2 separate regions of the Mus musculus genome follow, and region 2 is linked to region 1. A link is a contact called in public HiChIP or PLAC-seq data. All regions are on one chromosome and are shown on one strand. The core of a region is the stretch at or near the end of the contact, and the rest is flanking DNA. Distances in the headings are between cores, read along the strand shown. Region 1 overlaps Sh2d4b (SH2 domain containing 4B). Region 2 holds the start of Tspan14 (tetraspanin 14).

Evidence for each region. HiChIP or PLAC-seq counts read pairs in DNA pulled down with a chosen protein or histone mark.
Region 2: an H3K27ac HiChIP or PLAC-seq map of embryonic stem cells shows a contact between it and region 1, with 14 read pairs. The contact joins the promoter of Tspan14 here to the enhancer-like site in region 1. A contact is called at or near these places in 2 of 39 promoter capture datasets (the HPC-7 cell line and embryonic stem cells), 1 of 15 datasets of contacts at CTCF or cohesin (embryonic stem cells), 2 of 484 Hi-C or Micro-C datasets (both in embryonic stem cells), 7 of 115 datasets of contacts at active chromatin or transcription factors (bone marrow-derived macrophages and embryonic stem cells) and 1 of 9 other capture datasets (embryonic stem cells).

What each region holds. Positions count from the first base shown.
Region 1 is chr14:40,862,929-40,868,238 of GRCm38.p6, reverse strand. All of the region lies in intron 3 of Sh2d4b (SH2 domain containing 4B), which reads left to right. Among named protein-coding and RNA genes, the nearest start is that of Sh2d4b, 28 kb to the left of the region's middle. Within about 2 kb of position 3,033, at least 11 of the 459 cell types and tissues checked have an H3K27ac peak or open chromatin away from gene starts, as enhancers often do. A contact at or near this core is called in embryonic stem cells, where this site is marked.
Region 2 is chr14:40,964,413-40,969,876 of GRCm38.p6, reverse strand. Tspan14 (tetraspanin 14) reads left to right here and starts at 2,981. Exons shown (of 9, transcript NM_145928.2): 1 at 2,981-3,101.

The DNA.
Region 1 (5,310 bases), core at 1,784-4,283:
AGCACGGTTTCACTTCAAGAAGTTCCAGAAGTGTGAGACATAGAAGATGGGTTCTAGGTAACCTGGTCTACTCTCCAACCTATTCCTTTGAGCTTATTCTGGATCCGTCCATCTTGGGCTTATCTCTCCCACCAGCAGACAACTTCTGGCCCTCTCTGCTCTCTACCCTTGCTCAAACCAGACTCATGAAAGTACTGCTTGCTGTGCCTTATTCAACTCCTCTGGGTATAGCATGTTGAGAAAAAGGCATTTACCCCTCTTTCATCACTTCTCCAAATCCAACTTGTACTTGAGTTTCCAGGAAAGGAAAAAAAAATTAAAGTGGTTATTGCATTCCTATTTTCAAGAATCTCTGAATGTTGGAATCTTAACATCAACAGATACGATAAAAATAATCCAAGGCAGTCTCTAACCTGATACATCAATCCCTCGTTTGGGCTCTCTATTGCTGCAGAATAACCTACCAGAAAACAAATGTCTTAACACAACCACCAGTTTATTCACTTGGGATTCTGTAAGTTAATAATTCAGGCAGGGCTTCGCTCAACAGCAATTCTGTACCACATAGCATCAGTTGAGGTTAGTCCCTTGGGTGAGCTCATTCCCTGGGGTGGCCTGGCAGAACGAGAGGAATTTGGTATGTGCTGGCCTCTTTACTACCCTCCACATAGTCACATGACCTTGCTTTTAACAGGGTAGCCTAGGGTATAGGACTATTTTGAGCAGCTCCCCAAAATGAACACTACAAGAGGTTTAAGTAGAAGGTTGGTTCTTTTGCAGGCTGCGTTGAAAAGGGCCATAGGCAGAATACACCCAAGTATCGTGTACATCTAGGAAAGATGTTTACTCTATATTTTACCTTAACCCAAACTGAAAATACCCTGATTCAACAAGAAAAACATAGCAAATGCTAAAACACAATCTGCTCAAAAGGGATAGGTTGGAGGGTCTTGGAACTCTACTTTTAAAAGTATGTACAACAGTGAAGCCTTAGTATATAAGGGCATGGCTGGGTTAATCTTAGGATGCTGGTGACAGTATAATTCCAGTTATAGCTTCAGGAAAAGAGGTCAGTTGATTTTTTTTTTCAATAGTTAGGATGTGAAGTTGAGATAGGCTGTGATTTTCTGGCAGAAAAGAATGGTGGTGGATGGTATCATTAACAGGATGTGGAATTGGAATGAAAAGAAAGGGCAAGGGCAAGGACTTTGTCACAGGCCAAGGGAGGGGTGGCCAGTAGCAACTTCCTACAGTGGCAGTTGGATACAGGTGCAGACTTGGAAGGAATGAACCTGGAGGGGAATGTGTCAGCTATGCAGCGGCTTTGCTTCTGAAGAAGAGAGAGTTGGAGTGGATTGAGAGGAGAGAATCTGAGAAGCTAGTGGTTGAGGGGGGGGCGAGGCTTGCTTGAGATGCTGTGCTTTGCAGGTGTAGGCAGCTTCTTGTAATTGTCTAGGTTGTTGAAAAGACAAGGCTGAAAATTTACTTTAGAAAATGGAGAAAAAATCCTAGTACCTGGCAACAAATAATAAAACAAAGAAAGACCTCATGGAGTAAAAAGCCATTCTCTTAGGGGCTGAAGAGATGGTTGAGTGTTTAAGAGCGCTGGCTGACTGTTCTTCCAGAGACCCTAGTACCCACATGGAGGTTACAACAGTTTGTAACTCCAGTTCTTGGGGATCCTGTGACCTCTGTGGATACTGCCACGTGTGTGGGACACAGATGTACATGTAGGCAAAAATAACTATACACATAAAATAAAAATAAGGGGGGAAATGCCCATAGGAACAAAACAAAATCCAAACCAATCCTTACTGATGCCATTAGAAAGCAATGTACATGCATATAAAGTGGTTCTTTAGAAAACAGGAGATACTGGGGCCTGATACTTTTTGTAGCTTGCTCCTCCTTCTTCCTTGTAAGGCCACTCCTGTATGCTTCTCCTATGCAAGATCACAGAAGAAGGCTCACAGAGCTCTCTTTCTCTGGTCCCTTCACATCTTAACTTCCAAGTTACTTGCCGATCACATTTTCCTGATTTGAGGCCACTCTGTTTTTCTTCCCCTGGCACTGTACTTTTAGGATAGAGTTTCTTTTAGTGGCTGGATGGCATCCTCACCAAACATCAGAGTCTTGTTCCCAATAAGATCATAAATGGTGGTCAAACTTTTCATATTTCATTTTTTTTTCTCTTGAAAATTGTGTCTTCACACAATTTTCTGTGTGGCTGGAGATTTGGTTCCGTGATTAAGAACACTGGCTGCAGGTGGGTTGGGGTGGCCCATATCTTTAATCCTAGTACTCAGTGCAAGGCAGGCTAATCTCTGAGTCTGAGGCCAGCCTGGTCTACAGAACGAGTTCTAGAATAGCCAGGGACACATAGAGAACCCCTGTCACATCCCTGCCTCTCCCCCCCCCCCCAATAACATTGTCTGCTCTTCCAGAGAACTGGAGTTTGATTTCTAGCACCCATGCACTGTCTAACAACCATCTATAACTCCAGTTCCAGGGGATCCAATGCCCTCTTCTGGCTTCCTCAGGCATTGAACCCAAGTGAGGCAAAGATATAAAAAACTACCCACATACATAAAATACAAATAAATAAAACTTTAAAAACTTGGTAGGCTGTCAGGAACAGGCTCACCTCCTCTCTCTCATAGATAATCATAATCCCTATTGTCTTTTCTATTATTCATTAATCTACTTGTATGTAGGGAACACCTACTGTCTGCCTGGCTCTGCCCTGTGACTTGGAGAGGGAGGAAGGGACAACACGGTTCCAGCTTTGCTGTTGTGGAATTTAGCATCTCACAGGGCACAGTGGCATTGCTAGGAATAAGAACACAGTCAACATGTTGATGCCTTCCAGAAAAAAAGCATTTATCTCTTGACATCTTCAGTTGGCATTAGGGAGACCCAAGCCTCAGCAGCGTGCTGCTACTGATGAATTACCAGGAAAGGGGGGTGGAATAATCTCAAAGGGCCTTGAGCAGCCAGCACAGGGCTGTGTCCTTCCTGGGTGGAATGTATTTGTGTAGCTGCTTCTTGGTTGAGCTGGCCTTTGGCTGCTTCAGTGATCTTAGACCAGCCCAACAGTTCAGGTGCTTGCCATGACAATGAGAATGCTTAGGTAATTTTTGCTGTGAGAGTTGAGCCATTTTCGTGAGTCCTTGAGGAGAAAAATGCAATTTAGTGGATTTGTAGTTACAGACTGTTTTCTTTTGTTGTCCACATCTTTGTGAAGAGATCTGCCTTTGTCACAGTAAATGACCAGTTGTTTCCCTTTGAGAGGCGAGGTTGTTGCAGACCATTGGCTCCCTGGGCGGTGTCCCACTCTCAAGAGGAGAAACCGCTGAACAATGCCACTGTTGTTTAACATCCTGACTCCTGTTACTCACAGCTGGATGGTGGAGAAACTCTACCTTGTAATTTGAAGTGGAGAAATCAGCTTATTTATCACACACCAGTCCCGGCCATTTGACCCAACTCAGTTGTCACTGCCCACCCTCTTGACACCTCCACCCTACTCCTGCTTCCCACACTTTTTTTTTTTTTTTAAATCTGTGTTGAAGTCTGAAATTCCCAGTACTTTAGCACATAACTGTATTCGAAGGCAAGGTCCTTACAAGCAATCTTTAGTGTTGGTTGGTCCTGAATACAATATGGCTAGTGTCCTTCTAAGGAGGACAAATCAGACACAGTGTGAAGCAGTGGGAAGATGGCCACTTTCAGGGCAAGGAGAAGCTTCAGAATGAATCACCCCTGCTGACCTGTGTTAGCACAGGTCACCTCTAAAACTGCGAGGAAGCACTCTCTTGTTTAAGACATACAGCCAGTGTGCTTTGTAATGGCGAATTAATACAGTTTATATATGAGACTTTTGGCTTTGACAGGAGTCAACTGACTTCCTGGAAGGCCCCTGTGGGTGGGTCATAAGAATTGAAGTGTCTGCGGAAAGATGCTTCGGCTAGTGTCTAGTGTTCTGAGTGACACAGTGGCCATGGTCAGAGATTAGGGAGCCCTGGAGGAAGAAAACAAAATATAGTAGGTAAAATATGAAGGGCTGTGCCAGCATCAGTTAAAACAGCTTACGATGCATTAGAATTAGAGACATGGCTTTGGATTTTACATCAGTCGGGAACTGCTTTAAAATTCCCCATGTCAAAGCCACATATCTAACCTATCCTTCCCATGTCTATCTTTGAGGGATCTGAGCCGAAGAGCTGAGAAGCCATCCCGTCTCTACCTCAAGCCCACATTTCTCTCATCTTGGATGTCCTGATGGGCTGTGTGTGGTCATCTCTTCTTTCTCTCTGTGGTGTCTAGATAACTATCCCTCTGTTCTGTGAAGGCTGCTCTTGTCACAATCTCTAGTCACTTCCAACGACTACACCCAGTTGTCCCTGGGAGCTTTCTTATCTTTGTCATGTCTCAGTAGGCTTCATTTCAGCTCACTGCTCTCTGCCTTAAATGCTCCCTCTTCCTGGTTGTTCAGTCATTCTCCCTTCTAGGTTATAATCTTAACCTTGGCTTTCTTTATTAGTCTTCTTAATCTGCTGTCTTTCAGTCACACCACTAGGTCCCATCCATTGGAATTTGGATTACACACACCCCCCTCGTTAATATGCATACATGAGCTTTGCCCTTAAGCCCCATGCTCCCTTACTCTCAGCATGTTACTACTCACTTCTTTTCAGAAGGCGTCTCAAACACAAACACCTTAGAATTCTGACTTTTCCACTCTAGCCACAGTGAGTAACTTTGTACACAAATAGGCTGGTGTTTATTGTGACACATGGGTTTTCGCATACGTGGCTCTGTTGTCTGAAAATTTCTTCTCCTGTATTCACTTGGTGGTGTTTTGCTTGTAACTTGGGTGTCAGATTGTGTGCCATTTCCTGTGAGAGATCTTCATACCATGGGTCACATAGCCTGTGGCAGACACTGTTATTCACACTGGTCATTCTTTTGTGCAATTTTTTTGGACTTTAACTTGTTTGTGTAGTGTTCTCACCACCAGGGGGCAAGCTCTGAGTGAGTGAGTGAGTGAGTGAGTGAGTGAGTGAGTGAGGACTTTATTTTTCACACTTCACCACAGTAGACCTGAGAGTGTTATAGGTGCTCAAAAGAACTTAGTAATGATTTAATAAAGCCACATAGTGGGGATCCATCCCATAATCAGCCACCAAACCCAGACACTATTGCATATGCCAGAAAGATTTTGCTGAAGGGACCCTGTTTTAGCTGTCTCGTATGAGGCTATGCCAGTGCCTGGCAAATATAGAAGAGGATGCTCACAGTCATCTATAA
Region 2 (5,464 bases), core at 1,732-4,231, 100 kb before region 1:
AAAATAAATAAATAAATAAATAAGTAAAATTTTAAAATGGAAAGTAGATAAATGTGAATAAGATAATTTTCTTCCTTTCATCTACACAGTAAATAGAAAGATAGCTCAGGATAGGTGATTCTCTAGACCTGGGAACCCAGTTATCCTAATTTGGTTTGTCAACATCGTTACCACGTGACTTCTGCTACAGACACCCATGGCTACTGGAGCCATAGCTTTTATAAGTATATTCCTGGAAGGAATGCTGACCAAGGAAAGCACATTGCTTCCCTTTAAAGTTAGTTTAGAAGCTGCACGTGGACCCTTCCATTCCTATTGGCTGGAACTGAGTCACATGGTCATATGTAGCAGAAACATTTGCCTTTATTTTGGAAAGCCATGTATGTAGCCAGATAGAATTGGAAATTATGCTAGGAAAGGCAAAATGAGATATGGCTATTAGGGATGCCTAGTCATCTCCACCACTTATGGTTCTCTGTTCCCTATTGGGTTATTAATGTGCAGTAGCTTCCATCCCACTATACCCAGAGCAGAGCCCTTAGCACGTTTACCAATGGCTCCGTGCTGCTAAAAGCACTTATCTGTCCTCATCTTACCTGAGCCCCGAGCAGCAGCTAACAGCTAAGTCCTTTCTGGAAACAGCCTTTTACATCTTGGGCATAGGCATCTAGCATCCTCTGTTCTCTTGCCTCCCAGCCTGTCTCTCAGTGGTTTTTTCTTGCCTTCTATTCCCTCTCATTCCCTGGGTCCCCATGGGACCTTCTCTTCTGCAGTTTCCTTTCCTCCCTTTAGATGACCTTCTTAGACCCCATGAGCTCCCAAAACGCATCTTCAGCCCACACCCTTCTTCTCTGCTTTTAGTGACTGGACAACAACCCTGGGTGTCTATCAGGCACTGCTAAGTCAATACGGCCAAAACAAAATTGTTGGTGGTTATCCTGAAAATGGATTTCCTCCAGGCCAGCCCACCCAATAAATGAGGCACTGTTTGCCCACTCACAGAAAGACACTTAAAAGCTATTCCTCTTTTTTTTTTTAAACATTTCCTCCTCCTGTATCTGGTCTTTTTGGTCTTAGATCCAAAACATTATCTCTCAGGTATTCATCTTAATACACCCGCCATTTCAGTTTCAAACTTCCTCCATACTTGGCTTGGATTAAGGTAAAAGTTTAATTGGCTCACTGCTTTTAATTTTTGTCTGACAACTACTACATCTACTCTTCTCACAGCAGCAAATTAGAATGCTGGTCTTTTCCATAAACCCTTCAAAGGCTTAACTAAACAACAACAACAAAACAAAAACAAAAAACAACAACAAAAGATACTCAGTCCTTTGACACAGTGTGTAGGCCTGTTCTGTCCTGGTCTTGATCTTCACTCCATCCCCAGTAGCCTGACAATAGCCATCTAGTTTTCTTTGAGCTCCTTGACGCATCAGAGCGTGGCTCTTATCAAAGCCTTGGCACCTCTGCTCTCCACTTGTACTTTCTGGACCAACTGCCACCCCTACCCCCCACCCCCTCTTCTAACTCTTCACTCCTTTGCTTTCAGTTTCAACATCAATCTCTCTCTCACCTTTCCCTTCCACATGCTCACTTTATCCCTGGGCTTTTGTCTTGTCTCAGCATTGATTTCATCTTGAAATGATTTGTCTTTTCTACTAAACAGTAACTATGTGGAGGGAGAGGTTTCAGGCTGCTGCACTCCCCAGGATAATTCAAGACCTGGTGCCCACACATCAGACACCCAATCATGCATTTTGGTTAGTTAGAGGTGACAATATGGACAGGTTTCCTTGCCAGAGAGGTCCTTGAGCTATCTGGCATATTCTAGAAACAGGCTACATCCCCATTGTTAAATAACCACAACTAGCAGCAGAAAGGTACATTCTATTTCCAGATTTTCTTTTTCTCTTTACAATGAACTTAACCTGTTGGCTGCGTGTGTTAAAAACATAGCCCCAGTCTTATGCCACTTTTGTATAGCCCAAGAGGAGCAGATCTGTCCCTCAGCTCCCGCAAATCTACACGAGTTTACCAAGCAGGACAAGGTTATGCTTTGCTCTATTGACAAGCAGATCTAGGCTGGGACGAGATCGGCCTTTTTATCACAGCAGTGTGGACAGCACTGTAAATCTATCTGCCTGTCCTGTGACCTTCCACTTCCAAGAATCAGCCCAGCCATCTCCTCAGCATAAAGGTGATGAGCAAATCTCAGCAGGACATCCAAAGGAAGCTTGGTATTTTTAGCACCGAGACTGGAAGGAGCGAGTGTTTACGGCTCAGCTGTAAAGAAATCTCAACCACCGTTTCTAGAAAACTACCCGCACACACTGGCTCCCAAGGCTGGGCAGGAATGCCTTCCATCTTAAAACCAGCCATTTCACCAATCTTCTTCCACCTCTCAGCCACCTCGAGCATCCCTTGACACAGGCATCTTGTAACTCGCATTTCTCCCTGGCTCGGCTCCCGCCGGGTTAAGAGCTAATACCAGAGGAGCATTTGCGCGGCGTAACTTGGCCGAGCGCTCAACTCTGCGGCCACAAGCGATCGACTTCGCCAGCGTCCGGGAGCCACAGAGAGGGCGGAACCGGGTAAATCCCGTTTGGGGCACCGCCCAGAGCCGGACAAAGGGGCGGGTCAGCGATCCGCCTCATTACCTATGGATGACCATTTGTAGGGCGGGGTGCACGGTAGGGGGTGGAGCACGGCGACCCGGGGGCGGAACACAGGCGGGGCGTAGAGAAGGCGTGGTGATCAATGTGGGAGGGGCAATCAGCGGTGGGATGTGGGCTGATAGCACAGTGGGGCGGAGCGAGCGGTGAGAGCCAGGCCTGGGTGGGGGGGAGGAGCGAAAGATGGGGCGGTTCCTGCATGGGGAGGAGCAAAGAGCGGGGGCGGGGCTTGGGTGCGCCAGACGCACTGGGCGGCTGAGCGGTGCGAGGAAGCGGCGCCTCTTTTTTCGCCGCGGCCCCGCCCCTCCGCGCCCCGCCCCCGCCGCTCGGACGGCCCGAGTCGCGCCCTCCCGCTCGGAGCTGCTGAACTTGCTCTAACTTCCTCGGCCAACCGGGCCGTGCTGCCGCCGCTGCTGCCGCGCCCGGGTAAGTAGAACGCGTGGCCTCGCTGAAGCGTCGGGCCTGTCTTTATTGTCTCGGGCCGGCCCTCGTGAGCGTCCTCTCGGGACAGCGGCTGCTCCCCGCGTTCCTGCTCGGCCCCTGGACTCCCTTGGCTGGCGGGGGCGGCCCCGCGGGTGGCGCGGGCTTTGTCTGCTGAGACCGCCCGCGAGCTCTGGAGGCCGCGGCCGGGACCCCGCTGAGCCGAACTGGGGCGCTGTATCGAGTGGGAGGCGCGGCGGGCTACCCGGAAGGTGTGTCTGCTCCCGGCTGCTGCCTGGGCTCTGTCGGTCCTCACCTGCGAACCCAGCGGAAGGCTCTTTATTCAGCTCCGGTCCCGGATGAGGGGACGGTCGCCCAGCCCCCACCCACCCTGAATGTGCACGCTGTCGCGGGGTCCCACGCTGTCCGGCAAGAGTTTAAGGAGGTGGCGATCCTGGCTTCTCGGTGCTAGTCGCTAAAGGCTGTGTTTGGGAGCAGAGCCCGACCCCTGACCTAGCCCGAGGTTTGGCCAAGTTGTGATTCTGGCTCAGCCTAGGTTGGAGCTCCTGTATTCCCTTCCCTCCCGGGCGTGCAGTGCAGAGGGTGGGCAGAGTGCACATTTGGGGACTTCGGCCCCTGAACCACTGAAACTCCTGTCTGGAGGACTGAAACTTGGTCTCCAGTGAGAGGCAGTCAGAATCCTCAGAACTCAGTGTCTTCAGCCAGTGCCTGCCCGGAGCTGGTTGCAGAGCCACGGTGACTGTATCAGGACACTGGTGTTCTGGGACATCGAGATGTGTTGGGCAGCGTGTGCAGGACGCTGGGCTGGAGCCTGTAGCAGGTGTGATCTCAGCTCTCTAGGTGGTCACCCCAACGGACTGGTGGATTTAGGTCAGTTGCCTGCCAAATCCTACACAGTTGTGGCTGTCAAGGGACAGTTTCCACACAGCCCCTTGGCTTCTGAGTAGAAGTTGGTGCCTGCTGAGTGCTTCCTTATTTATGAAAGGAAATCTGGGGCCCCACATTCTAACAGCTCAGAGGTTGCTGGAGACACCCTTTCTCTCAAAACTCCTCCTGGGCCCTAAAACCCTTAGAATGAAGCCCAGACTTCTGCTCTCTGGCTCCTCCCTTAGCTGTCCCCAAGTCTTTTTTTTTTTTTTTTTTTTTTTTTTTTTTTGGTGTCAGGGTCTTGTGTAACCCAGGGTTGCCTTGAATTCATGATTCTTCTCAGTCTCTTGAGGTGGAAACCTATGTCACTAGATGTATTTTACCCTTACTGTGTGTTTGTTATACACCTTTAGTTGATGACTGGCTTGATAGCATCCCTTTCTGCATTTCTGGGTCTCCTTCTTGGATCACCTAATGTGTTTCAGAGACTGGGGTGCTCTGGGCTACAGCCCATACTTTCTGGGCTCACATCTGCAAGCCTTGTGTGCTGGGCCTACAGTAGGTGCTCAGTGGTAGTTATTGATATGCACTTGATCTAGGCTTAGTTGCTTCATTTAGTCAAACATTCTTAGCCACTGCTCCTCCAGAGGTTTGTGGCTGTCCCCAAAAAAAGCTGCTGAGAGGGAAGGGTTGGCTGCCATGGGCAGATTCTCCTAAGATGTCTCTTAGGACAGCTGTGCCAGCTCATTTCTCAGGACAGGTGAGGGCTTCTTGTCACATGTTTGCAATGGAAGATGAAACTCATGCCTTGTGTGGGTGGGGGAGGAGCTTGCCCTGCAGGTTATAGAAATGAGGTGAAGTTACAAAGAGGCCAGGGTGCAGGGAAACCTTGGCTTCTCAAACCACTTCTGAGGGCCTTATCCTAGGCCACCATGTGCCTAGGGGTTAGACCTTGTTTAACTTTAACTAAAGAGTTAAACACAGTTAATTTTTACAGTGCCTAGAAATGCCAGTATGCCAGTCTTGAAAGCCCCTTGCTGGCTTAAAACCCAGTGAATTTATGAGCAAACATACATGTACATGTTTGTTTGTTCATAAATTACATGGCATAATGGTGGGTTTTTCAAGGCTTCTTAGTATTTATGGAAACATATCAAGCTACTATCCCAGCCTTACTTTTAATTGTTTAATCCTTGAAACAACTGAAACAACCCAAATGTGGTAGACATTAGCTACCTGATTTTACAAATGAGAAAACTATGGCCCAGAAAGGTCCGAGTGGTTTCCTGGAAGTCTCTCATTTAGACAGTACCTTCTTCTTGGAGGTGCTTAAGCATAGTGCTTAAGCAAGCCTGGCAGAACTACTGAGTTCTTCAGTACAGGTTTCCTTATGGCCCTGTTTCCAAAGCGTCTTACCCATCTAGCGTGATAGCTACATGCCAACCCTGAGTCCCTGCTAATTTGACTGATGCTCTGGTCTC